5 separate regions of the Mus musculus genome follow, and regions 1, 3, 4 and 5 are each linked to region 2. The links are chromatin contacts, called in public Micro-C and promoter capture Hi-C maps. All regions are on one chromosome and are shown on one strand. Each heading gives the region's core, a stretch centred on a gene start, on an enhancer-like site or on the middle of the called end of the contact. The rest is flanking DNA. Distances are from core to core; before and after follow the strand shown. Region 1 holds the start of Pan2 (PAN2 poly(A) specific ribonuclease subunit). Region 2 holds the start of Pip4k2c (phosphatidylinositol-5-phosphate 4-kinase, type II, gamma). Region 3 holds the start of Stat2 (signal transducer and activator of transcription 2). Region 4 holds the start of Cs (citrate synthase). Region 5 holds the start of Coq10a (coenzyme Q10A).

What was found. Promoter capture Hi-C pulls out the DNA fragments that hold promoters and counts their contacts. Hi-C and Micro-C count contacts between places; a contact is called where the count stands out from the background.
Region 1: a contact with region 2 is called in a Micro-C map of embryonic stem cells, with 9 times the contacts expected there. The contact joins the promoter of Pan2 here to the promoter of Pip4k2c in region 2. A contact is called at or near these places in 2 of 39 promoter capture datasets (liver and pre-B cells) and 1 of 484 Hi-C or Micro-C datasets (embryonic stem cells).
Region 3: a promoter capture Hi-C map of liver shows a contact between it and region 2, with 2.8 times the contacts expected there. The contact joins the promoter of Stat2 here to the promoter of Pip4k2c in region 2. A contact is called at or near these places in 7 of 39 promoter capture datasets (the C10 cell line, hippocampal neurons, liver and 3 more) and 2 of 9 other capture datasets (liver and pancreatic islet).
Region 4: a promoter capture Hi-C map of neural stem cells shows a contact between it and region 2. The contact joins the promoter of Cs here to the promoter of Pip4k2c in region 2. A contact is called at or near these places in 6 of 39 promoter capture datasets (the C10 cell line, cranial neural crest, embryonic stem cells and 3 more) and 1 of 115 datasets of contacts at active chromatin or transcription factors (large pre-B cells).
Region 5: a contact with region 2 is called in a promoter capture Hi-C map of hippocampal neurons, with 6 times the contacts expected there. The contact joins the promoter of Coq10a here to the promoter of Pip4k2c in region 2. A contact is called at or near these places in 2 of 39 promoter capture datasets (hippocampal neurons and neutrophils).

Annotation. Positions count from the first base shown.
Region 1 is chr10:128,300,377-128,305,288 of GRCm38.p6, forward strand. Pan2 (PAN2 poly(A) specific ribonuclease subunit) reads left to right here and starts at 2,959. Exons shown (of 26, transcript NM_133992.3): 1 at 2,959-3,095; 2 at 3,719-4,117. The coding sequence starts at 3,836.
Region 2 is chr10:127,210,290-127,215,368 of GRCm38.p6, forward strand. It overlaps Pip4k2c (phosphatidylinositol-5-phosphate 4-kinase, type II, gamma), which reads right to left and starts at 1,333. Exons shown (of 10, transcript NM_054097.3): 1 at 1,049-1,333. The coding sequence starts at 1,222.
Region 3 is chr10:128,266,672-128,271,776 of GRCm38.p6, forward strand. It overlaps Stat2 (signal transducer and activator of transcription 2), which reads left to right and starts at 3,827. Exons shown (of 24, transcript NM_019963.2): 1 at 3,827-4,046. Apof (apolipoprotein F) reads left to right here and starts at 2,028. Exons shown (of 2, transcript NM_133997.3): 1 at 2,028-2,098; 2 at 2,324-4,579. The coding sequence starts at 2,341. The coding sequence ends at 3,288.
Region 4 is chr10:128,335,915-128,341,246 of GRCm38.p6, forward strand. Cs (citrate synthase) reads left to right here and starts at 1,813. Exons shown (of 11, transcript NM_026444.4): 1 at 1,813-2,045. The coding sequence starts at 2,004. Gm51822 (a long non-coding RNA gene) reads right to left here. Exons shown (of 2, transcript XR_003949053.1): 2 at 1,225-5,112.
Region 5 is chr10:128,366,223-128,371,230 of GRCm38.p6, forward strand. It overlaps Coq10a (coenzyme Q10A), which reads right to left and starts at 2,758. Exons shown (of 5, transcript NM_001374700.1): 1 at 2,476-2,758; 2 at 1,785-1,931. The coding sequence starts at 2,615.

The DNA.
Region 1 (4,912 bases), core at 1,709-4,208, 1.1 Mb after region 2:
TGTGTGCCTCGGGATGCCTGTGGACATCAGAGGACAGCTCTGTCCAGACAGCCCTCTCTTTGTACCTTTGTGTAGGTTCCAGAAATTGACCACGGGTTGCTAGTCTTCCAACCTGGCTTTGTATTCCACACATGCTAGGCAAGTGTTCTACCAGCCATTGAATCCCCAGGAATAAAAACATAAGCACTACCGCACCTAGTTTATCTTTACATTGTCAGTCTTTGTTTGTTTGTTTTTCAAGACAGGGTTTCTCTGTATAGCCCTGGCTGTCCTGGAACTCACTTTGTAGATCAGGCTGGCCTCGAACTCCCCAGTGCTGGGATTAAAGGCGTGCACCACCATGCCCAGCTTTTTTTTTTTTTTTTTTTTTTTTTAAGATATACTTGTTTATGTATATGATACACTGTAGTTGTCTTCAGACACACCAGAAGAGGTTATCAGCTCCTGTTACAGATGGTTGTGAGCCACCATGTGGTTGCTGGGAATTGAACTCAGGAACTCTGGAAGAGTAGTCAGTGCTCTTAGCCGCTGAGCCATTTCTCCAGCCCTGTATTTTGAGTCTTCTAACTTAGCTTTAGTAACAAGGATTATAGACCTGTATCAGGCTCAACCCATATTCTGCAGTTTAGTTCCTTGTTTTTGAGACAGTTTCTTGTTGCCCAGACTGGTTTCGGAATGACCTTGAGCTCCTAATCTTCCTGCCTCCACTTCCCAAGCGCTGGGGTTACAGGTGTGCTTCGCTCCATGTAAAATTACTGTGTCATTATATTGGATACTGTGAGGAAACTCAAGTGGAAGTAGATTTTGATTCATAAAGTAGTTTATTGAGTGAGGTCTGATGGCACCCTTCTGTATACCCAGTTCTGGGGTTAATATGAAGGGAGGATTACAAGTTCAAGTCTAGTTTGGACTCCTTACTGAGAATTCAGCTCAACAAACCAAAAAGTAACCGATTTACTCCAAGTATCTCAAGCTCCTTAACTCCCGTGGTCTGTGAGGTCTCTTTCAATTATGAGTCTTTAATATGGAGATTTCTGTGTAGGGACTGTCTGGGTCTCTTAGCACCTAAGTCCTTGTATGAAAATTTAAATCTAAGGACCAGCGAAGCCAGAGATCCTTTGAGTTAGGTGTTCTCTATTTTGATGTAGGATTTCTTGGTGTGTGGAATACCCAAGTGCCTATGTCCCCCTTGCCCACCCCATTACTATTTTATTTTGTTTTTTTTTTTTTTTTTTAGATAGAGTTTCAGGTAGGCTAGGCTGCAGAACATCCATAGATGAAGTCCCGATGCATCTGCCTCAGGGTTCTTTCTTGAAGTTCTACTTGCTTGCCTTTATTGAGAGAGAGAAAAATCACACACACACACACACACAGAGAGAGAGAGAGAGAGAGAGAGAGACAGAGGGACAGACAGAGACAGATAGACACTTAAATTTATTTATTATGTATGTGTGCCACAGTATGAATGTGAAGACAACCACATTGAGTCTCAGGGATGGAACTCAGACCCTGACAGTTGGTAGCAGTATCCTTACCTGCTGTACCATCTTGAAATCCTCTTTCACCTTTTTGAAAAGAAATACATTTTTATTTGGATGAGGGGGGTGTTTTGAGACAGGGTCTCACTGTCTAACCTTGGTCGGCCTAGAATTCACTACGTAGACCAAGCTGTCCTCAAATTCACAGAAATCCATTCTGCCTCCTGAGTGGTGGGATTGCCATCCCACTTAGCCTGGTTTTTGTTTGTTTGAAACAGGGTCTCATGTAACCTGACTAGCCTGGGACTTGCTATATAGAAGAAGCTAACCTTGAACACTAATCCTCCTGCCTCAGGATTACTGCCATTACAAATATACCTCCACTATGCCTGGCCCAATAAATGCTTTAAAAGTTTTATTATTGGTGTTTATTATTGGTGAGAACTTTCTTCCACAGGCACCTGTTGAAAGGGATATTCACCATGTAGCCATAGCAAGCCTGGTCCTTACTATCTATGTAGCCTAGGCTGGCCTCGAATTTGTAAGGGATTCCTGCCTCTGCTTTAATAATGCAGGTATTGTAGGTATGGACCACTAGTGGCACAGGGCCTTTAAAAACAGAGATGACAGAGCTGAGTTTGGGCAACCTAAGACATCTCACAGCCTGGACCAATTCCAAAGCAGTTTAGTACACAGCCAGTACCCCCAAATATTTTAGACACGGTGACACACTCTCACAGGAGAGGGAGAGGCAGTAGGATCTCTTAGTTGGAGATTAATCAAGAACCCCTCAGAATAGCTACAGCTCAGTTGACTCAGTTTACTGTTTATCTCTCTCTTGGGGTCAATGTCCAGCTCCACGGTCTAGGGGAATTTTGACAGTCTAGGAGACTTGTTTCTTGGGAAAATTAGGGGACCTCTGGGGACGACACAAACATTGATGGGAATTTCAGATGGATGCCTCTAGAAATAGAGAAAAGGTGGCCACTTGGGCCACACTAGAAGTCAGGCTCCCGCTTCCTTTTTCTTCCCCACATCTAGAAGTCATAGGAAATGCCAGTGAGTTTCGGGGGTACAGGGTCAGAGGTATTGGAATGGCTCACAGGCACAGCAAGATGAAGGTCTATACGCCGGGAATGATGAAGGCCACGCTGGGAATACCCACCGGGCGAGTCCCAGTGCTTAGCCTCTGGCGCCCCTTTAGTCTAGTTCTTATTCAGGGAGCGTAAAAGCTTGGCTTCAAAGTCTAAAGTTAATTTTGCTTAACAAAGCCTGAGAGCGAAGGGATTACTTTTCGTAACACCAAATAGATCCGCGCCTGATTCAGTTTGTCCCCGGTGGCATTCCGTAACCTTGTTTTGGCGGAGGCTACGTCACTCTCCTTCTCAGGCGCTGCCTGTACCTGGCTTTTTCTGATTGGCTGGGATGAGCCCGTGGCCCCCGCTGATTGGAAGCGATGGCTGCCAATCCACCGTCCGTCTTGCTTGGGTTAGGTTGAGCTAGAGGCGGGGGAGTAGTAGGGAAACTGGAATTTCCCGCGGAGCTGACGGCGCTTTCTCTACCCCCTACTCGTTTGAATTCCACGCGCTCCAAAATATCCGCCATGGAGAAATCTTGGTAATGACCCATTCCCCGTAAGCATCCCAGGAACACGTCTTGACCTTTGCCCTAATCCTTCCCCTCCCGTCCCCTGCGCTGGGGGAGAATTCTGGGTAACCAGTTTCTCTGGTTCGCTCAAAGAATTCTGGGTAGCTATCCGTTTCCATTACTTCCCCCTTACCCCCGCCCCGTTTGTGGGTAACTGGCCGTTCTTGTTACCCACCCCCTGGAGAATGCTGGGTAACCACTGTAAAGGATTCTGGGAAACTGGCTTGTCTTGCCCCCTTCACCGCCCAGCCCCTTTGTCTCATGTCCAATTCTAAGAAACAAGCATTTCAGAGCTCTCCCCCGAACTCCAGCCCCTATCAAACCCGCTCCCTTCACCTTGTGGTTCAGGAGAAAGGGAAGTCAAGAGTTAGATCATTTGGTGGGCTGGCAGGGAACTTAGGAAGTTTAGAGGTGCAGAGTAAGGGACACTGTCATGCCACTCACAGTACAGCGTTGCCCTTGTCCTCTTCATGCATGCTTCCGTCTTTGCCTGGCAGTCTCATCCCCTCTGCCTACCTGATTGTCCTGTCCACATAGAAGATACTTCCAGTACCTAGGCCTATCCCTGACTGCGCTGCCTCTTTCCCTTGCAGGCCAGAATGTCCATTCTAGGTTCACTGGTGCTGTCCTCCTGAAGGCTGGGTCACTTGTCTGTAGGAAGCGTGGCAAGGGAGGGTGTGACTCCGGTCTGACCAGCGGCCACTATCGTCATGAACTTTGAGGGTCTGGATCCTGGACTGGCCGAATTTTCCCCAGCTATGCATTCTACCCTGGACCCAGTCCTGGATGCCCACCTGAATCCAAGTTTGCTACAGAATGTGGAGCTAGACCCAGAGGGAGTGGCCTTGGAGGCTCTTCCTGTCCAGGAGTCAGTGCACATAATGGAAGGTGTCTACTCTGAGTTGCACAGCGTGGTGGCTGAAGTGGGAGTGCCTGTGTCTGTCTCCCACTTTGATTTACATGAGGAGATGCTGTGGGTGGGGAGCCATGGGGTAAGAACTATACCCCTTTCTGAAGGCTGAAAGGGTGTATTAGAAATCTTTATCTGGTCTTTGCCCAAGGACAGCTCTTTGCAGGTAGTCAAAACTGAGTTGAACTGATGAGAGTTAGCTGGGTCTTTCAAACCAACAAGGGAGTGGAGAGATTAACTACATATTTAGTTTCATAAGGCATTCCACTCTGTCAGTTCTCCTATCACTACTGTGTTTTTGCGACAACATCTCTCTCTATAGTCCAGGCTGATCTAGAACTCACAGCAGTCCTCCTGCTTTTGCCTCCAAAGTGCTGAGTTTCCTTGTATGTAACCATATCTGACTGTTGTTTATTGTTTTTGTTGTGTTGTTGTTTGTTTATTGTTTTTAAAGACAGGGTCTCTCTATCCCAATCTGGCCTTAAACTTTATGTATAGCCAAGGATCGTCTTGAATGTCTGATCCTCCTGCCTCTATCTCCTGAGCGCTGGGAAGATAGACACCAAACCCATATTCAGTGTATGTTGCTGAGATAAACCCCGAGGCTTTTTGCACAGCAGGCAAGCACTGAACTCACTCCTACAGGTCAAATCCTGGTTTTGTTTTGTTTTGTTTTTTGTTTGTTTTTTGTTTTTCGAGATAGGGTTTCTCTGTGTAGCCCTGGCTGTCCTGGAACTCACTTTGTAGACCAGGCTGGCCTTGAACTCAGAAATCTGCCTGCCTCTGCCTCCCGAGTGCCTGGTTTTGTTTTAAGATAGGGTTTTGCTGTGTAACCCAGGCTGGCCTCAGATTTACAACCCTAACATCATCTCCAGAG
Region 2 (5,079 bases), core at 83-2,582:
CTAGTCTTACCCACAGCAAATGCCTTAAATGGAATCCTCGCTAAAGATAATACCCCTGAGAGCAGCCAAGGCAGAAGGGAGCTAACTGACCGCCAGCGATGTTCCAATCAGAACATAACAATGTGGCCTCTTCCTCGCCCCCTCACACCTCCACAACACATCATGTCTACAACCCAAAGAAGTGGTAATCAAAATAGTCCCTGTCAAGCTCAAGATAACTGCATGCTTCCTACTCCCGACCTAAGTAAGGAGAAAACCAGCCATGCCTCACTAGCCTTGGTTCCTCCACGATATCCTCAGGACAGGAGGTGCACTGGGCCCATCGGTCTCAGTTGCACTGTTCCGAGCCCCTTCTGGCACCTAAAGTCCACCAATAACGTCCTTGCCACCACGGCTCCTCAACCTTTCCCTGGTTACAGGTGACTCCATTTATAGCAAACACCATCACTCCAGCCAACAATGGGGACACAGCTAAGCCCAAAGACATATATTAGCATTTCGACCTCAGAGAGGGCATCCCTAGGGTAGAGTGGGGTAACTTCTCTGAAACGCTGAATCTCTGGAAAGGGCATGCAGGGTTAGAAGGTCCAAAAAGCCTAGAGGCATTCCCAGAAAAAGCCAAGGTTCGAAAGTCAAGGGCTGGGGCTCAAAAGCAAGGTGGAGAGGAAATCAAACTACTTCTCTGGCCAGGCAGTAGTACCCAGACACGCTTCACGCACTGTCGCACCCAGACCTCACCAATAACCCTTCAGAGCCACTCCCCTTAATGTCCCTCTGGCTGCAGCCGGATCCTGGCCAGTCCCTGTAGCCTGGGGCTGGACCTGACAGGAAGGAGTCAAGGAACAGAGCTGGATATCAGGTGAAGATGGAACTCTAGGGGAGGAGTAAAGGGGAAGGGGACAGACAAGAGTCTCCACCAGAAGCCACCCCGGGGGACACCGGGGAATGGTGCGCTGGGAACCAGGCCGGGCGGGGGAGAGGCGGCAGCGCGAGGACCCGGATGATCCTCGGGCCAAGGGGCAGGAGCCGGGGTCCCGCCGGTTCTTACCGAGTGAGCGACGCCCCACAGGAACACGCCCACCAGCGGGTCCGCGGCCCGGAACACCTTCACTTTCTGCTGTACGAAATGCTTCTTCTTGGTTTTGGAGGCGAAGCCGAATCCCGGGCCGGGGCCTCCAGCTGCCGCGGGTGCGGTGGCGGGAGGGACGGAGGAGGACGCCATAGTCTCCCGCGCACCCGAGCGAGTGGAAGCGGGAGCTAGCCGCGACTCCGAAGCCCGACCCGGAAGCGGTGCTCACCTGCGCAGCCGTCATGTGACCGGAGGCCCGCCCTCAGGCGCGCGAGCGGGGCGGGGCGGGGCCGGCGGGGATGGCTCCACCCCCTCGGCTGCCGGGCGGTCACCTGGCTCGGGTTGCACTCACAAGGATGCGGGGTTGGCGCTGTGCAGGGCGGCGCTTCTGTCGCTTCCGGTTCTGTCCAGTTTCTAGTGGATGAGCTCTGTCCGTAGGCGAACGTTCTGTTTGAGACCGGTCTCCTTGCTTAGTCCAGGCTGGCTTCAAACTTGCTATCCCCTGCCTCATTCTCGGTATAAAGTTTGGGTATTACGGAAGTGAGGATTGGTCCTCCATGAAGTTGGGGTTGCAGACTCCATGAAGTTGGGGTTGCAGACATGACAAATTTAAATATATACATTTAATTGTTCTATGTATATAGGTGTTTGGCTGGCACGATGTAAGTTCAGTGCCCCGGAGGCCAGAGGAGGGCGTCGGATCCTCCGAACTGAAGTTGTGGGAGCTGGGTGTCAAGTATGGTCCTCTGGAAGAGCTAATGCTCTTTTTTTTTTTTTTTTAAAGATTTATTTATTTATTTACTATATGTAAGTACACTGTAGCTGTCTTCAGACACTCCAGAAGAGGGCATCAGATTTCGTTACAGATGGTTGTGAGCCACCATGCGGTTGCTGGGATTTGAACTCAGGACCTTTGGAAGAGCAGTCGGCGCTCTTAACCACTGAGCCCTCCCTCCCTCCCTTCCTCCTCCTCCTCCTCCTCCTCCTCCTCCTCCTCCTCCTCCTCCTCCTCCTCCTTCTTCTTCTTCTTCTTCTTCTCTCTCTCTCTCTCTCTCTCTCTCTCTCTCTCTTTGTTTTTTGGGTGTTTGTTTGTTTGTTTGTTTGTTTTGTTTTGAGACAGGGTTTCTCTGTATAGCCCTGGCTGTCCTGGAACTCACTTTGTAGACCAGGCTGGCCTCGAACTCAGAAATCTGCCTGCCTTTGCCTGTCAAGTGCTGGGATTAAAGGCATGTGCCACCACTGCCCGGCTAAGTCATGTCTTCATCTTCTGGAAATATGAAATTTTAGGTCATGGCCCCAAGTTGATTTTTTTTTTTAATTCGTTCATTAATTCATCTAGTCAACAGGTATTTACTGAGAACATAATTGGAAGCCACTACCATTTTGGGGCTGATTCTCCTCTGGTTGAAGCAAAGGAAAAATTCTACCCTAGAGGAATTAAAAGTCTAAAGACGCAGACTAGCCAAGGAGAAGGCTGCAGTATTAAGAGATAAGGACATGCCGGGCAGTGGTGGTGCATGCCTTTAGTCCAGCACTCTAGGAGGCAGAGGGAAGCAGATCTCTAAGTTCCAGACCAATCTGGTCTACAGAGCAAGTTCCAGGACAGCCGGGGTTACACAAAGAAACCTTGTCTGGGAAAACCAAAATAAATAAATGAAAAGGTAAATTCAGAGCAAGATGTTGAAAGGCTTCCTAGGGAAAGAGCAGTATACAAAGATGAAGACCAAAAGGAAGACAGAAGACATAAAGACATAAGGCTAGAGACGGGACATGGGCACAGGAGACCCTCTTTGCTTTACACTGCTAGAATGTTTATTCTGACATTCCGGTGGATGACGAACATTGCCAAAATCCGTATACTGATGGTGAGCTAACCCAGTGAAGATGAAATGGCATCTACAGGCACAAGGTTTGAGGCCGGAAGTGTCCCTCAGTGCTACAGTGTTTGGCTAGCATGTGCAAGACCTGGGCTCATTCCCAGGTTCCACAATAAATAAAGAAGCACATGACTAAATAAAAACAGCTCAAGGTCAATTTGGAAAATTCACTGAGGGTGTGAGATTCAAAGGACAGGAGGAAGTCCCAGGCCGTGGCTACACCGAGAGGCTGTGGTGACTGGAAAAGGGCCCAGTGTTTAGCAGAGCCATCTGGACTGGGGATACAGGTTTAAGGATTGCCGTGGACTCTGTGGTCATGAGTGACTTTTCTCAGAACAAGCAAAGGACACTGGGACAGAGTATCATAAAAGAGGCCGGTGCAGCGCTGTTGAGATGCGTCTGTGTAAAGCCACGCCTGATGACCTAAGGCCTACCCCCAGAACCTATATGAGGGAAGGAGAGAAACAACTCCCACCCGTTGTCTTCTGACCTCCACATACACGGGCCTACCCACACATACACAATAAATAAATGTAACGTTTTTATTAGTTAAAATAGAGCTAGAGAGACGGCTCAACAGCTAGAGCACTAACTGCTCTTCAGACGACCTGGGTTCAGTTCCTTACATCCACACCGTGGCCAGGGATCCTGTCTCATCCTGCACAGTTTGGTCCTGGAAACCTGACTTGGGGTGGGGATAAAGAAGGGACAGATAAGCCGGGGCACGCCTTTAATCCCAGCACTCCGGAGGCAGAGGCAGGTGGATCTCTGAATTCGAGGCCAGCCTGGTCTACAAAGTGAGTTCCAGGACAGCCAGGGCTATACAGAGAAACCCTGTCTCAAAAAACCAAAAAAAAAAAAAAAAAAAAGAAGAAGGAACAGATAGACACAGAAGAAACCATAGACACACAGAGACAAAAGGTGGTGTGTGGAGAGCTTTGGGTGCCGCCTTCTAGGAATTTGGCAGGAATTTGACATTGGGCTAGGACAAGAAAGTAGGCTCTGGCAGCAGATGAATGTGCTGTTTATATCTTGATGGGTCTTGTTAAGACTCTGAATACAGTGGTCATGGGATCTGTGTTTATGCTTCATTCCTTAACTACTTTGTTTATGCCTTAGAGCTGACCTTATTCTTTGCATGTACTTAGAATGGTCTAAAAGCGGGCTGGAGAAAAATAGATACGCTTTAGCCTCTGCACTGGCTGGAGTCATGTTATAATGTTGTCTACTTGTCTTTTTCTTTTCAGTCCTCCCTCCCTTCCTCCCTCCCTCCCTCCCTCAAGACCCAGTTGACTGACTGAGCTGGCTTGGTCAGTGGAGTTAGGTGCACTGAGCAACTCAGAAACATTGTATGCAGCAGAAAGAGCAAAGGTTATAGCTAGTCCCAGGACAGGAAGCTGTAGCTTGCTTCTGAGTCAGCTGTAAAAAAAATGTAAGTTCAACTGTGCACGTGGTGGTAGTGCAAACCTTCAAATGCCAACACACAGAGGCAGAGTTGGGTGGATCTTTGAGTTCAAGTCCAGCCTGGTCTACATAGAGAGTTCTAGACCAGCCAGAGATACATAGTAAGACCCTGTCTCAAAAAACAAATATGTCCAGAGAAAAGAGAGCCATCATTTGGCTGTAAGGGGAAGGGAAGGGTGTGTCTTGCTGTGTGACTTTTCTGGCGAGATATAAAGAACAAACAGAAGGAGCTGGACTGAGGAGTTACCTATAGGAGTGTAAATGACTCCAAGCAGGCTGTGTCACCAAAGGCCCGTCCCCAGGCGAAGCCACATCTCCTCTCCTGCCCACTTTGCAGCAGCTCAGCAGAAGACTCTCCCGTAGTTCTTATAAAAGGCTTATAGAACCATTTGAGCAGCTGGAGACATCAGAACTATCTGTGATCCCTGAATCTTATACGTTTTATGAACTTCCGGTCTTAGGAGTCCCCCCTCCTCCCTCCCTTCAAAATTTATTTATTTTATGTATATGAGTACACTGTAGCTGTACAGATTGTACATTTGTGAGCCTTCATGTGGTTGTTGGGAGTTGAATTTTTTTAGGACCTCTGCTTGCTCTGGCCCAAAGATTTATTTATTATTATAAGTACATTGTAGCTGTCTTCAGATGCACCAGAAGAGGGTGTCAGAT
Region 3 (5,105 bases), core at 2,577-5,076, 1.1 Mb after region 2:
GCACTCCACCAAAACCTACACTGCCAGTTGTGAGTGTGTGAGTGTGTGGGTATGTGTGTGTGTTGGGTTTTGGTGTTGATTGAGTGATTGCTTTTTTTTTTATCTTTCTTTCTTTCTTTCCTTCTTTCTTTTTTTTTTCCGAGACAGTGTTTCTCTGTATAGCCTTGTCTGCCCAGCCTAAGAGTTTATTCTTAAAATATTTTAAAATAAATACTTTTTAAATTTTTGTTGCCAGTTTATGCCACTTTTTAAAAAAATTGTTTCATCACCTTAGAACCATTTAAAAGCAATTCTCTCTCTCTCTCCCCTCCCTCCCCCCCCCCCCTGACATCTATGTGTGCACACGCATGCATGCCTGGGTCAGGGCACAGATGTGGAAGTCAGAGGACATTTCTAGGAGACACAATCTCACAGCAAACTCGCTGACCATGTGGTCCTTATGATCTTTCCACCGAGTTTTGCAACGTTCCCTGAGCCTTAGGTGTGTTTTACAGATGTATCATCCATGGAGACTGGACTCCACGACTCTGCATTTTGATCGACTACGATTTTCTCTAGTGGTCTCCATCTGCAAAGAGAAGTCTCCTCCATGAGAGAAGAGGACTATGGATACCTGTGGCTTTAAGGACAAATATTTAGGGCTGGAGAGATGGCTCAGTGGTTAAGAGCACCGACTGCTCTTTCAGAGGTCCTGAGTTCAATTCCCAACAACCACATGGTAGCTCACGATCATCTGTAATGGAATCCAGTGACCTCTTCTGGTGTGTCTGAAGACAACTGCAGTGTACTCATATTAAAAAAAGAAAAATCTTAAAATTAAAAAAAAAAAAAAAAAAAAAAAGGACGCCGGTTTGTGGTGGCCCATGCCTTTAATCCCAGCACTTGAGGAGGCAGAGGCAGGCAGATTTCTGAGTTCAGCCTGGTCTACAGAGTGAGTTCCAGGACAGCGAGGGCTATACAGAGAAACCCTGTCTCGAAAAAAACAAACAAACAAACAAAAACCCCAAACAAACAAACAAAAGGACAAGTATTTAGGCATCGTTAGGGATTATGCTGTGTAGTCATATGCTGTGTGTAGGTTTTCCTTCCAGATCTATACCTCACTAGATCTATGTAGTTGGCTAGGTTTCCCTACCAAGCATGACTCCCCTCTTGCTGAGTGGCCTCACAAACTTTTTTGTTTGTTTTTCAAAACAGGGTTTCTTCTGTGTAGCCCTAGCTGTCCTGGAATTTGCTTTGTAGACCAGTTTGAATAGGCCTCAAACTCAGAGATCTACCTCTGTTTCCTGGATGCTGGGACTCAAGGTGCGGGACCACCACCAGCCGGATCCACAACTTTTAAAAATATGGGTGAAAGGGCTGGAGAGCTGGGTTAGTGGTTAAGAGCACTGGCTGTTTTTGCACATGACCCAGGTTCAATTCCTAGCACTCACAGAGCAGCTTACAACCCTCTGTAACTCTGGTTCCAGGGAATCCAACGCCCTCCTTGGGCATTGGGCGCCTGCAGTGCACTTACAGAAACACTGGAAAAACACTCAGGCACATAAAATAACAACAAACAAATCTCCACAAAAAGGTAGGCAGATTTCTGAGTTCAAGGACAGCCTGGTCTACAGAGTAAGTTCCAGGACAGCCAGGACCACACAGAGAAACCCTGTCTCGGAAAAAAAAAAAAAAAAGTCTTCACAAAAGACACAACAAAATAACATGGATGAAGATGTGCCAGTGGATTTGAAGTCTCTGAAGACCGTCTGGTGAGTATCGATACAGCCCAGCCGTCTAAACGTGGCAGTCCTCAGTAGACTCTGTCCTTGTCCCAAATTAAAGCCAGGTGACCTTCATGGAAGATAAGATCAATGTCCTCACTGTTGAACCTTTCTGTCCCTGGCTTATTTGCAAAGGCCCTGGCCAATGTCAACATTGGGAGCCTCATCTGCACCACAGGGGCTGATGGGTTTGCTCTAGCAATTGGCCCAGCCCCTTTCACCTCAGCAGCCCCAAATATCTCTCCTATTCATAGGGCAGAGAAACAGGAGCAGGATTGTGGAACTACCGAAGCTACCCAGGGACTCTTACTTCTCAATGGCCGGACTGTATGGTAATCTGGGTCCCCCATAAGTGGGTGGGCATTAAATGGGGAGGTCACTCTGACCTAGAAATGACAGAAATTGTGCTGCACTTCCCATATCCTTACCCCTTTGCTAAACAGAACATAAGCTTGGAGGTAGGTGGTAGATTGGGGGTTCCCTGAATCTTGGGCTCCCTGCAGACTATAACCTTCAAAGACATGGTCTGCATGTTTTGGGGTTCTCCCTTTTTCCAGGGTGCTCAGCTCCTGACATGCATAGCCTCCGACTCATCCTGATGTCAATCCAGCTGCTTTGCTATCTCCTGCTGTGTCCTGTGGATGCCACTTCACACGGAGAGGCAACCAGTGTCTCTACGGTGCTCCCTCCCTCGAAGTTGGGATACCAGATGCAGACCTCAGACAAGCCCTTGTCCTGCCAGATGCTGCTCCCCAAGTCCCTGCCTGGCTTCACTTACATGCCCCCTGTCTCCAAATTCCTGGTAGGCCTGGCTCTAAGGAATGCTCTGGAGGCAGCTGGCTGCCAGGCTGAGGTCTGGGCTCTTCAGCTTCAGCTTTACCGATTAGGAGGTGTGGAGGCTACACAAGCCCTCATCCACCATCTCCAGGAGCTCCAGAAGAGTGGACACACAGACCGGGAAGTGTCTGTGGATGCCCTGTCCTCTGCTCTGCAGCTCTTAGCCTGGGAGCAGCCAGGTCCAAAGAGGGCCAAACGTTCGATTTCCAACACAGACTGCGACAATGATCAGGAACAGAGTGTCCACAATGTGGTTGACCTACTACCAGCAGTAGGCACCTACTACAACCTAGGCACAGCTTTGTATTACGCCATTAAGAACTGCTCTGACAAGGCCAAGGAACGAGGTCGAGATGGGGCCATAGATCTGGGTTATGATCTCTTGATGGCCATGGTAGGCGCGTCAGGGGGCCCAGCTGGTGCGGTGATCACGGCTGCTCTTAAGCCAGCGATGAAGGCTGGGGTTCAGCGGCTGATCCAGTATTATTATGATGAGAAAGAGGTGACCACCCCTCAGCCAGAGGTGACCACCCATCAGCCAGAGACCGGAAAGGATGCCACCACAGATATCGGTGTTGTGGAAGAAATAGCCATGTCTAATTTTGTGTCAGAAGTTGAAAGTACAACTTCTAACTGGGAGTGGCCTTTATTAAAGAACTATGGTGTCTTGGCGTACAAGAGATAGTAACAAAACAACCAATAAGTGGAAAATTCTGACAAGAGAAGTGTAGATGGATGGATGGGTGGGTGGATGGTTTGGGATACTGTCATCGCTTGCCAGTAATTTCCTTCTTGAAACTTAGATTTTTACACTCTAATGGGGCTGGCTAACTTCCACCTGAACAAGTGATTATAGAAATTAAAAAGCGTTATCATGAACCCACAGTATTTATCATTCATATCCTCAAAAATACCTTATTACCTCAGCTCTTCCCTCCCTATCCTAAGGGACGCAGGTCCCACCCTTTCTATGGAGTCCTAGGTGCCTTCACGCACCCTGGTTTCAGTTTCCTTTCCCTAGAACTCACGGTTCGGTTCGGGTAAATCAGCTGCTAGAATTCCTGGCTAAGACTTTAGTTGGGCTCCGCCCGACTAGGGGGGCGGGAGCGGGCACTAACGAGCTTCTCCCTCTCCGCCAATCACTGAAGTCGGCGGTGTGGTTTCAAGCAGCTTGTCCAGCCCAGCGCTGAACGGGGTTGTGTTTCAGCCAATGAGAGTGACACGCGGGGAGGGCGTGGCTAAGCTTTCGGTCGCCCCACCGATCCCGGAACGCCGAGCGTCCACAGCCGGGTGATCCATTCCGCCAGCCGGGTGACCCATTCCGCTGTTCGCTATCTTGGTCCGCCGGAGTCGGGGGAGGGTGGAAAACGGGTCCTTGAACCGCTTGGAGAATTGGAAGTTGCAGCGAGAGCACTGGAAGGAGCGGCACTGGACCCTCAGAAGGTACAGGCCCCGAAAGGGTGTGCGGAGCGGGGCGGAGGTGCCAGCCGGTTCCCGGGAAGGGCTGCTGCCCCGGGTGATGCCCCTGTAGACAAGGCTTCTGCTCTCTGGCTGAAGTCGAACACCCTGCAGGATGCTGCACCGCTGCACAGTTCTACTTCTCAACCCTGTCGACTTCCTTCCAAAACTCCTCCGCAACCCTTGCAGCTGCTCTATGTACCCATTATGATCCTTGTCATAAGCCAAAGCTTTAACCTCTGCTCTGCGAATCTATTTACTTATTTGTTTGCTTCCTTATTATATTTTTAAAATTTGTATGCATGTTGTGTTTATGTACTAGGTGCGTGCCTGAATTGGCCAGAAGAGGGCCGAATTTACTAGGACTGGAGTTAAGATGGTTGTGAGCAGCCATGTGGGGGCTGGGAACCGAACCCAGGTCCTCTGGAAGAGCAGCCAGTGCTCTTAACCATGGAGCCATCTCTCGAGGCCCTTTACATAATTTTTGATCCTTGCACAAATAAATAAATAAATAAGAAAGACATCCTTGATCATTATGTGTGTGTGTTTGTATAATATATATATATACACATATGTATATATATATATTATATACATATAATACATATAAACTATAGTCCTAGAGGTGAAACTGTTTGCTTAAGGTTACACACAAAGTCTAGTTTATTTCAGAAAACCTTATTCAGTGCAAAACTGATATCGGAGAGTGAAGCCAACTAGAGAAAGTACTTTGTTGCAGCCCCTATAGCCTACGTGCAGTTAGTTCACTTAGGCAGACTTTGGGTGTGAGGGTTGAGACAGGGTTTCTCTGTGTAGCCCTCCTGTCCTGGAAACTCAAAGATCCACCTGCCTCTTCCTCCCAAGAGCTGGGATTAAAGGTGTGCACCAACACCACCCGTCAAGTTTTTGTTTCTTAGAAGCAATACAGGCATATAATTTAAAGAGTCAAGTACCCGTTTGGAGCTGTAGCTCAACCAAAGCTTTCACAGAGAGTAAGGCACGAGGATCAAGGATTGCAAGAAAGCTAAAATGAAAACAAACATT
Region 4 (5,332 bases), core at 563-3,062, 1.1 Mb after region 2:
ATATTCATGCCAGTCTTAACTTTCCCACCTATGTTCAGAAAGAAACTGTAGGGCTAGGGGTGTGGTTTGATGTTTGAGTATTAGTAATAGCATGTTACAAACCGCATTCACTCCCAGCAATGAGGGACAGACTGATACAGACTCAGCTTTTGGGCGAAACCACTTAACCCCCTTCATCTCTGGGCTTTCACATTGATTTTATAACAATGGACATCAGGATTAAATAACTTCAAATAAATAAAAATTGGACGTTAAAGTACAGAATCCTATCAAGGGGCTTAAAAAGGATGGCATTCTCTCTGTAGTTATTAAAACTCCAGTTACCATTATGGCCACCCAATAATTGTCCCTTCAGCAGCCTCACCTGATGGGGACAGCCTCTGGTTACTTACGGCACTGGAGTTCAGGCCTCTGATCTGCTAGCTAGTCTCTGTGGATAATTAACTATGGGGGAAGGAACCAGGTCAGACTATTCTGGGGTTATGAGGAAACCCCATGTGAGATGCTAAATTGGGAGCCAATATTGATCAGTGAAGCTTTGAAGTCCCCGGGGAGGTGGTCTAAGGTTATTGCTTCTCAAGAGGCGCAGCTTCTCTTGATAAAGTTCTCTCATAAGAACTACCTGACTTCCAAGCTAGAACAACACTACTGGGCAGATATGAATATGTATATGAGAAAACTTGAGGAAATAGGGGTTTTCTTTCTCTTTTCCAAGTCTAAGCCACAAACTACATCCTCTATAAACAAGGACTATCTGAACTTGGCTTACATGGATACTGAGACCTCTGCACTTTGTTACTGTCATGTGGTGAGATAAAAGGATTGTACATTTGAGGCTTGGTGGTTACAGATAAGGTGCTCTGATCATTGGGTCAGCTTCTCTCCACCCTTAGGCCAATTTCACAGTAGGCACAGGAAAGTACAGAAGTTCTGAGGTGTTCTACCCCGGGGCATTTAAGAGTGATGTGTAAGATCATTAAATCCTTGTGTCATTCACTGCAATGTTTTCTGAGGGAGAAATAAGAGAGAGAGCCAAGTAGGATAAACGTCCTCGAGTCCTTTGGAAATACTGTGAATGATGGGACGAAAAGAGAGTGTCTAACACCTGATCTTGAGTGGAGAGTTGCAGCTCCTGATCCTGTGTCTGAGGTGGGCTGGCTCTATGGGGTTTTATGATATGGGGTTTTATGAAGAATGTCAGAATCATAAGGCCCAGGACCCAAAGACTGAAAGGTTCCTTCATATTAAGGGGGCTTTTGTAAGACTTAGACTCCATATAGTTCACAAACATCACTAAACATTCAGGCTTCTGGTTTTGCTCTTCTCCACATAACGGGGTCAGTATCTGTAATTTCAAGATTTCTTCTGTTCACAAATGACCATCAAGCAACTAACTCTGGCATCATAGCGGGCTTTCTGCGTGATGTCACCTCCACGGCCATGAAGTCATTAACCAAAGACATTCTTTAAGAAAGCATGCCAAGCAGGTAGAGGAAGTGCAATGGTCAGTTGCAGTGTTCAGTGACCTTCAAACGTCGCGTGCTGGAGCTTTATCTTCAGCATTCTCCGGAGAACCCGAAATGTGTTAAGGGCAAAGGGAAAAGCCAAAGAAGGAAGTTAACTGAGTTCTCAGGCACATCCTTAGACACCTACAATCCCTTTCCCACCCACTCCTAATTAGCCTAATCCGTACGGTCCAATCCTCCCCGCGATAACATCTGTCAAAGGCTCAGATCCCGCCCCTCTTCCATTTTGGGCCAATGGTCGAGGCCGGGGTGGGTCGCCGGAGGGGGGCGGGCTCAAGTTTCGGGCAGAGGGCGGGGCCTCGCCGAGGACCCTGGGCTGGGCGCCTGTGCCGGTTTGTCTACCCTTCCCCTCAGCCGCCTCCTTTCAACCTTGTCCGCCGGTTGGCGCGGTCTCCATCACAGCGGCGACCGCTCCTGTTGCAGCTGTAGCTCTCTCCCTTCGGTCCCTTCCCGCCAGGTCCCGGAGTTTCGCCCGCCATGGCTCTACTCACTGCAGCAACCCGGCTCTTGGGAGCCAAGGTGAGCTTAAAGGAGGGAGCGCGCCGTGGCGCGCGGGGTGGGGCTGAGGCGACCGCAGGGCCTCCGGCACCGGCTCTCCCTCCCACACCGGAGCGCAGCCCTCCGCGCCTTAAAGGGGCCCGACCCTGGCGAGCCGCCAACCCTTCCCAGAGCTCCTAGGCCATGTGCTGCGTGCCCTTCCGGCTAAGGTGAACGCTGCCGGCCCCGGCCTGCAGCCCCCGGCGGCCGGGAGGCCCGCCTTCTGTCATATCAAGTATCCAAGGTGCAAGCGAGGGATGCAGGGCCCTGGCTGCAAGGCCAGAGAGCAAAGATGTGGCGTGGTCCCCCGAATTAGGGAGAGAACTGTTGGAGGAGGAGTGGGGGATGTATAAATATGCTCACTTGGTCACTGGGGCTAATTTGGGCTCTGCTTTGTAGGGTGAGTCCTGTCAGGACCTGTTTCTTTCCTCACTGTAATTGAAGCCTGTAAGTGACCCCGCCGTTTTAGTTTTGTTAGGGGACTAGAGCCCCCCAGCTCCTCTTTGTCCTTGGGACTCCTGCACTTAATGTATATAGGAGGAGCTTGAATAGGGTGGGGCATTTCTGTTAAACCTGCTGATTATGTATCACATCAGGCTCTAGGTAGAACCAGAAAGGTTGTTCCTCCAAGCTACAGGCCAATAAATGAAGACAGGCGTGAGGTAGTAACACCAAGGTCACATGACTCAATTCTACTACCTACCAGGAGTACTTCCCCTTATTCCCTGGCGGCCCTTTAATTTGATGGTTTGCCTTTTGAATTCTGAAGTTCAAGTCCAAGTAGGGATAACTCTTAATTTCACGTTATCACTACTTTTTTGCTCAGCATAACTTGGGCCTTTAAACAGAGACCCAGCTATGCTGAGGGAATTTCAGCTCTAACCCAAGTGGGGACAGTCCCACAAATGACCTTGGCTTCTGTTTTAGTTTTAAAGGAACTAATAGGTTTTTCTCATCAGTAGATAGTTTGAAGCAAAGTACACCTGGAGGAAAGAAAAGACTTAGAATGGTATTAACTTTCTGTGTGAGATGCATAGTTGTCAGATGTACCACAAAACTTGTAGGGTTTATCTTGGGGCTTTTCTGTGTCTGGCAACAAGGTAGAGACTGGTTATTTGGTAGACACTTGTCTTACTTGGCTGTTGCTACTGCTGCTGCCAGGGAACTGGGTAAGGAAACCTCTTGGGAAATGAAGCAAGTTCTAGACGGTGTTTGGCAGAATGGTGGACCTATAATTAGATCGGTTCAGGAGCTGCTAACCCAGACCAGATAGTCTAACACAACAGTGAACTTGAAAAAGCCTTTGGTTTTACTTTTTTTTTAGTTTATCTTGCTTCATAAAGCCCTAGGAAATGTCATAATGCTTTGGGAGGGTGACTGGGCCACATTTGTGTTGTCATTCTTTACTTTTATGTTAGAAGTGAAGTTGAGGATCCCAGAAACTTTGCTAGTCTTTTGTACTCTGTTGGTCAAGTTGCTTGAGTTGCTTGAATCTCAGTGTGCCTTGCACTGAGCATGATGGTACGTGGCTGTAATCCCAACACTGAGGAAACGGAGACAGTGGGTACATAGTAAGTTTGAGGCCATCCTGAGCTACCTGCTTCTCCCAAGAGGTGAGGCTTACTCTTGAAATCAGCAAGGGCAGCCAGGTGGTGATGTCACACACCTTTGCCTGCAATCCCAGAGGCAGGTGGATCTCTGTGATCTGGAGCTGGAGACCAGCCTGGTCTACAGAGTGAGTTCCAGGATAGCCAAGACGACACAGAGAAACTTTGTATACAAAAAACAAAAAACAAAAAACAAAACAAAAAAACCCAAAACAACAACAAAAAAATCAGCAAAGCCCAGAAACAGGACATGGGGACTCTCAACTGTAAAACAAACACTGGGAGGCTTAGACAGGAGGATCATTACAAATTCAAGGACATCCTGGGCTTCACAGATGCACAGACTGCACAAGTGTGAGTGATTGCTGTGTAAGCATAAGGATTGAGTTCAAATCCCTACCTCCACCTAAAGGCCACGTTTAGTTACATCACCTATGACCCTTATTGTGCTGCGGTCGAGGGAAGAGTGGAGTCAGATGGAACCTCAGGGTATCCTTTGCCAGTCAGTCTGTCAGGAACCAGGTTTTAAGGAGACTTTCTATTCAGATTTTAATAATAAGGTGAAGACCAGTGGAGGAAGACACCTGAAGTCACAGACACACAGGGAATGAGAACAGCAACAATAAAACAAAAACACAAAACTGTCAAAGTCTAACAAAGTTAAGGAGTAGAACCTGGAGAGGGCCATGCAGCATAACTGGGAGTCTGGGGAGCCTTTCAGCATATCAGCATTGCTCTTATCTGCCTAAGCTTTCTAAATTAGACCCGTTCCCTTAGTCATTGGTGACCAGTTTTACTTTTTAATACTAAGAGACTTTAAAGACTGGTGGTGGTGCACATCTTTAATCTCAGCACAAGGGGGCGTAGAGGCAGGCTGATCTCTGAGTTTGAGGCCAGCCTGGTCTACAGAGTTCCAGGATGGAGGAAGCTACACAGAGAAACCCTGTCTCAGAAAGAAAAAAAAGTGGGGCTGGAGAGATGACTCAGCAGTTAAGAGCACTGATTGCTCTTCCCAAGGTCCTGAGTTCAAATCCCAGCAGCCACATGGTGGCTCACAACCATCCTTAATAAGATCTGATGCCCTCTTCTGGGGTGTCTAAAGACATCGACAGTGTACTTACATATAATAGATTAAAAAATGTTTGACCCGGAGCAAGCGGGGCAGACAGAGAAGAAAAAGTGTGTGAAGACAGCTACAGAGTGCTTACATATAATAGATAAATAAATCTTTAAAAGAAAAGAAAAGAGAAGAAAAGAAAAGGCTGAAAATAATGGAGATGGAGGTCAGTGATTTGCCTCAGTGATGTGCAAGACTCTGGGTTTATACCCTTCAGTGTGTGTGCCTGCAACTAATGCAAGGTTGTAATTCCAGGACTTAAGAAGCTAAGGGAGGAAGATCTCAAGTTCCAAAAGTTTCAGACCAGCTTGGGGCTACATGAAACCTGTTAAGGAAAAACAAACAAACAAAAACAATTAGAAAAAGGAATTAAAAAAAATTTTTTTTAACTAAAAAGTAAAATCTGTCAAGACCTATAGATATATAAGTAGACCTTGGCCAGGAGGTATGTAGCTCATACCTATCATTCTTGAGCTTGGTTTTGTCCTGATCTTTTCATAGCTGATCTGGGATTGGATAGGAATTGGATAGGATTGGGCCACCAG
Region 5 (5,008 bases), core at 1,508-4,007, 1.2 Mb after region 2:
ATATGGGAAGCCTTAGGCTCAGTCCCCAGCACCACATACATGTGTGGTGCTAGAGCAATGGCTGTTCTTGCAGAGGACCCAGGTTTGATCCCCAGCACCCACATTGGGGAGCTCAGGAATGCCCTGCTGTCTTTTTAAATATGTGACTCCAAGCATGGTATCCACAAGCCTTTAATCCCAGTACTAGAGAGGCAGATGGATTTCTAAATTCAAGAACAGCCAGGGCTACACAAAGAAACCCTGTCTTGATAAACACCAAAACCAATCATTGTTATTTACTATATAGGTGGCAATCATAGGAAAGATAGCTAAACAGTGAGTTCCAAGACAGCCAAGGCTACATAGAAAAATCCCAACTTGAGTATTTTACATCTATTTGTGTATGGGAGCATGTATGCCAGTTTGTACTAGAAGTCAGAAACCAACCTCCAGCAATTGGCTCTCCCCTTCCACCGTGCAGATCCAGAGGGGTGAAACTCAAGTCATGAACCTTGGCCGTAAGTATCCTCACCTCAAATGCCATTTCACCACCACCATCTTTTTAGATAAATTTAACTTTATAGCCTGCAGTGCAGGTTAGTGGGCTGAAACTGATAAGGATCCTCCTGCCTAGGGCTGCTAAAGTTGTAAGCTTCTACCACCACCAAATTTTAAAAAAATGAATGTGTATGTTTTGGGGAGGGGATGTACACATGAGTGCAGGTGCCCACAGAATCCAGAACAGGACACAAGATCCTCTGGAGCTGAAGTCACAGGCTGCCTAGTGTAGGTGCTAGGAACTAAACTCAGCAGTGCAGGCTCCTAGACATTAACCCATTTCTCCAACCTCCCGCCCCAATATTTTTAGTTAAAAAAATTTTTTTTTCATTATTTTATGTGCACGAGTGTTTTGCCTCCATGTTTATCTGTGTATCAAACATGCTCCCGCTTGAGGTTGCAGTATGCCTCCAGGTGGGGCTGGGAAACAAACTCGACCCTTTGCAGCAACGAGTGTTCATCACTGAGCCAACTCTCCAGTCCCTTATAGTTTAAATTTTTTAAAGCATTTTTGCTATAGCTGGACATGGTGGTGCACGCCTTTAATCTCAGCACTTGGGAGACCGGCCAGCCAAGTCTAAATAATGATACCGATTATCAAAATAAAACAAAAGCCTGACATCCTGGTAGCCAGTAAAGTCCATTTAGTCCCAGTGCTTAGGAGGCAGAAGCAGGCAGATCTCTGAGTTTTAGCCCAGCCTAGACTACATAGTTCCAAGGTAGATACCCAGAGGTATGTCTTGAGACCTTGGCTCAAACAACAATAACAAAAAGCTGTGACTTAATTAAGTCCTGTAATAAGTGGTTTCTTAGCATGTTCAATCCCCAGCACTGCAGAAAAACAGCAGCATGGTGGCACATGTCTATAATCTCAGCTCTAGGGAGGTAGGTGGAGGCAAGATATAAGTTCAAAGTCTTCTTGACTGTATATCAAGTTCAAGGCCAACCCTAGGCTATGTGAGAGCCTGTCTCAAAATGTGTGTGTGTGAGATACCTATGATGCAGCTCTGGCTATGTAGTCCGTGGAAGCTTCAAGCTTAGATTACAGGCTGTACTACCTAGTCGGTTACCTTTCTATGATGTAACACAATTCTAGACTAATACACGTGCAGAACAACTAAGGTGGGAAATTTAGGTTGAAAGGCTGGCAGCGAAAACGTTGCTGGGGAGACAAGTGGCCCAATATGAATCTTACCCACTACTGGTACATGGTTATTTATTTGAAGGGGAAAAAAAGGAATGCTCACCCCATGATCCTACGCTCCGAGTAAGCCTTTCGCTTGTTGGTAAAGGGGGCAGCAAAGCCCATGAAGGAACGACTATGAGGTAGGCCAGCCTCCGCTGCCAAGGCCTGGGCAGCGCGAGGCAAGAAGAGATTACAGGAAATCAGAAACCTAGCGCCAAAAAGAAAGGAGAGGCAGCGTCACGATTCTTTTTTTGTATTCAACCACTTCAGGTGAAGGGGAAGAGGGATGCATCACAGAGGAAGGTCGTTGGTTCGGGCAAGCTTTTCTGCCCCTAGCACCTGCTGCAGCTAGCTGGGCTGGCTGGCCAGGCAGTCACGAGTGCGAAAGGTCGAGGGCGGCTGAGGACAGGGCCAGGGGTGGGGATGGGAAAAAGAAGGGCACGTCCTAAGTGCCAGCTGCCTTTGAGGCAACACTACTGCTGCAAGCAAACTGAAGCATCTCTGACGCCAGGGTCAGGCCAGGCACATCAAAGCCAGAACGCCGGCGAAGGCCAAGAAGTGGCTGGCACGCACCCGCCCCGAGCATCTAGCTTGTACGCGTATCTCCAGAACTCCATTCGAACTCCCAGGGCACCACCAATGCCAGCCCTTCTCCGGCCTGCCGTCTAAGGGCTGCCACCCTCCACCGCTGAACTTCGGGGTGCCGGGCGACCCCCTCCGGTCCTGCGCGGACGTCTGTGCCTGCCTCTCACCTCATTGGACGCGGCGGCCGCGGAGGGCCCGGGGGCGGGGTCGGGACGGAGCGCGCGCCCCGGCAGAGCGAGAAGCCGCAGCAGCTCCGGGCGGCCGCGCGCGTCGGGGCCGGGAGCCTCCGCGCGCCCGCAGAGGCCATGCGCGCGCCCCTGCCTGGCACTCCCGGCGGCGGCGAGCTGTAGGGGAGGCCGGGCAGGAAGGGCGGCGCGAGCTCCGGCTGCCTTCGCCCTGCTCCGGCCCGCGCGCCGGATAGGCTGTCACTGAAGCGGTGACCGCAGCTCTGGGTCCCCTCACGTCACGCCGTTGCCAGGGATCGGGAGGAGGGAGCGCGAGGAAGGAAGGGACAACGCTGCCTGTCGGGAGATGTAGTTTCTTTGACACCTCTGGCGTGAAAGAAAGGGCGCTGGGTGCGTGTCGGAGGAGCTGCAGAGATGGCTCGGGGGAGCGAGATCGCCTGGCACAAACTACTTGGCGAGTCTGTGGTCACAGGACCTGATACGTAGACGCAGAGGCGACGTCGTGGGCGTGTCAACGGCAGATGGCTGTCGATGTCCAGAGGAACGTTTCTCAGAGCCCTTTAGAAGGAGAGGCTCTTTTCATCCTACTGGCCTTTGCAGTGCCTGCTGCCGGTTTATGTCTTTGGAAAAGGATATTAACTTTGCAAGTTCTGGGCTGACTTGTATAATCTCTCCTAGATCTACACGCCCTTCCCCCTTCCTCCCCTTCTCGTTATTCGAGACAAGACAATTCAGGCCTTGAATTTGCAGTGCTCCTTCATGAACGTCCCTAGGAGCAGAATTTCCTCCCTAATATTTATGGAAAGAAGTCTGAGGCAGAAGCAGGAGGGTTGCCACGAGTTCCAGGCCAGCCTGGGCTACCTACCCAGTTTTAGAGTAGCCAGCTCTAAACAAGAAGCAAGCCCTACTGTCAGACCAAACCAAACATAAGACATGGTTTGTTTGTTCTTTGAGACGCCCTCGCTATATAAGCTTGGTTGCCCTGGAACTCTTGGATATCGTCCTGACTCTTAGCTGCTGAGATTACAGACATGCATGCTCTCCAGGAGGGCTTTGGGGTGTCATGATCTTGCTCTGTAACCTGCACTGACCTTGAACTCATATGCACCTTCTTGCTGCCACTTCCCAGTTGCTGGAATTACAGGTGTGAGCTACTACTAGCCAAAATTTACTTTTAGAAAAAAGCACCATCACTGTCGGGGAAAAATGTGTACTCAATGGAGGACGAGACATCACAGGCAGAAAGCCCAAAGGTGAATACTACGTCCCAGGATTCAAGGAAAAAACAAGCGCTCTTGGGAAAAGTATGACCAAAGGAAAAAGAGAGAAGAGAAATAAACTACAAATTAGAAAGAGATTAGCCTAGACGGGTGCAAGAGCAAGCAAAATTCTCCCGACTGTCACAGAGCAAGCTCTGCTTTCCCTACGCTGGGTTAAAGCTCCCCACATTGATTCGAGCTTTGCCTGACAAAGGAAATGTGCTGGCAGGAAGAAGACAGGCAATCAAAGCTACATTGTGATACAAGTCAAATGCTTTACACAAATAAGGTCATAGACTCAGAGTCAAGACGAGGCTAGCCAGATGGCTCAGTGGGTAGGGGTGCTTGCCACCCAGTTTGCTCTGAATTCAATCCTCAGGACTCCCCCCCCCCCCCCCGCCCCCATGGAGAGAACCAGCTAAACACACATCACACAACACACATGTGCGTCTCCCACACCCACACACACACCATAAACATACATACACATTCTCATGCACACACACACATTCACATTTATACACTCACACACATACACATTCTCACACACACACCATGCACACACACATACTCATTCTCATGCACACACACACACACACACACACACACACACACACACGAGAGCATGAAACCTCCAGATGCAGAATGAGTGCATTTCTAACACTTTTCCTTCCAAGCTCTTCAGAGAGAGCCTGCTGTGTCCTCATTCCCACGTCCCTTCCCTTCCTTCCAGTTCAAAGGTGGTGTTCCTTCTGCGTATGACCTTGAAGGGCAGCCTACTCCTTCCAGCTTCAGTCTCTAGTCTGAACCCACCTCCTCTGACGTCTGAGACAGCTGCTCGGAGTGAGGAGTAAGGTTGGGCAAAAGAGGGAAGTTAACTGGGATATATGGCTGAACTGTGACCTCATTAACACCACCTTAACAGAGTTAACTGCCTCAGAAGCCCTAAGGCCCAGGAGCCCTACAAAACCAATGTGCTTGCTGTTCTCCAAGTAATTAAATAGCTAATTACTCCCATTTAATCCTTCCCTAGTTCATTCTCCTCACCTCTTGTTGTCCTCCTGACATTTTACACCAATAACTTCTTTTAAGTACTGACTTCAGAACACCTCCTCCAGGAAGACTCTCTTGACTGAACCCATATCAGTACTGCTCTGAATACCGGATTTCATAAAAATAAGCATGTATCGTATATCTTCTCCTTGTTTTATGTGTTGTGTTATACTTCCTGGGCTGCAAACATTTCAAAAAGAGAC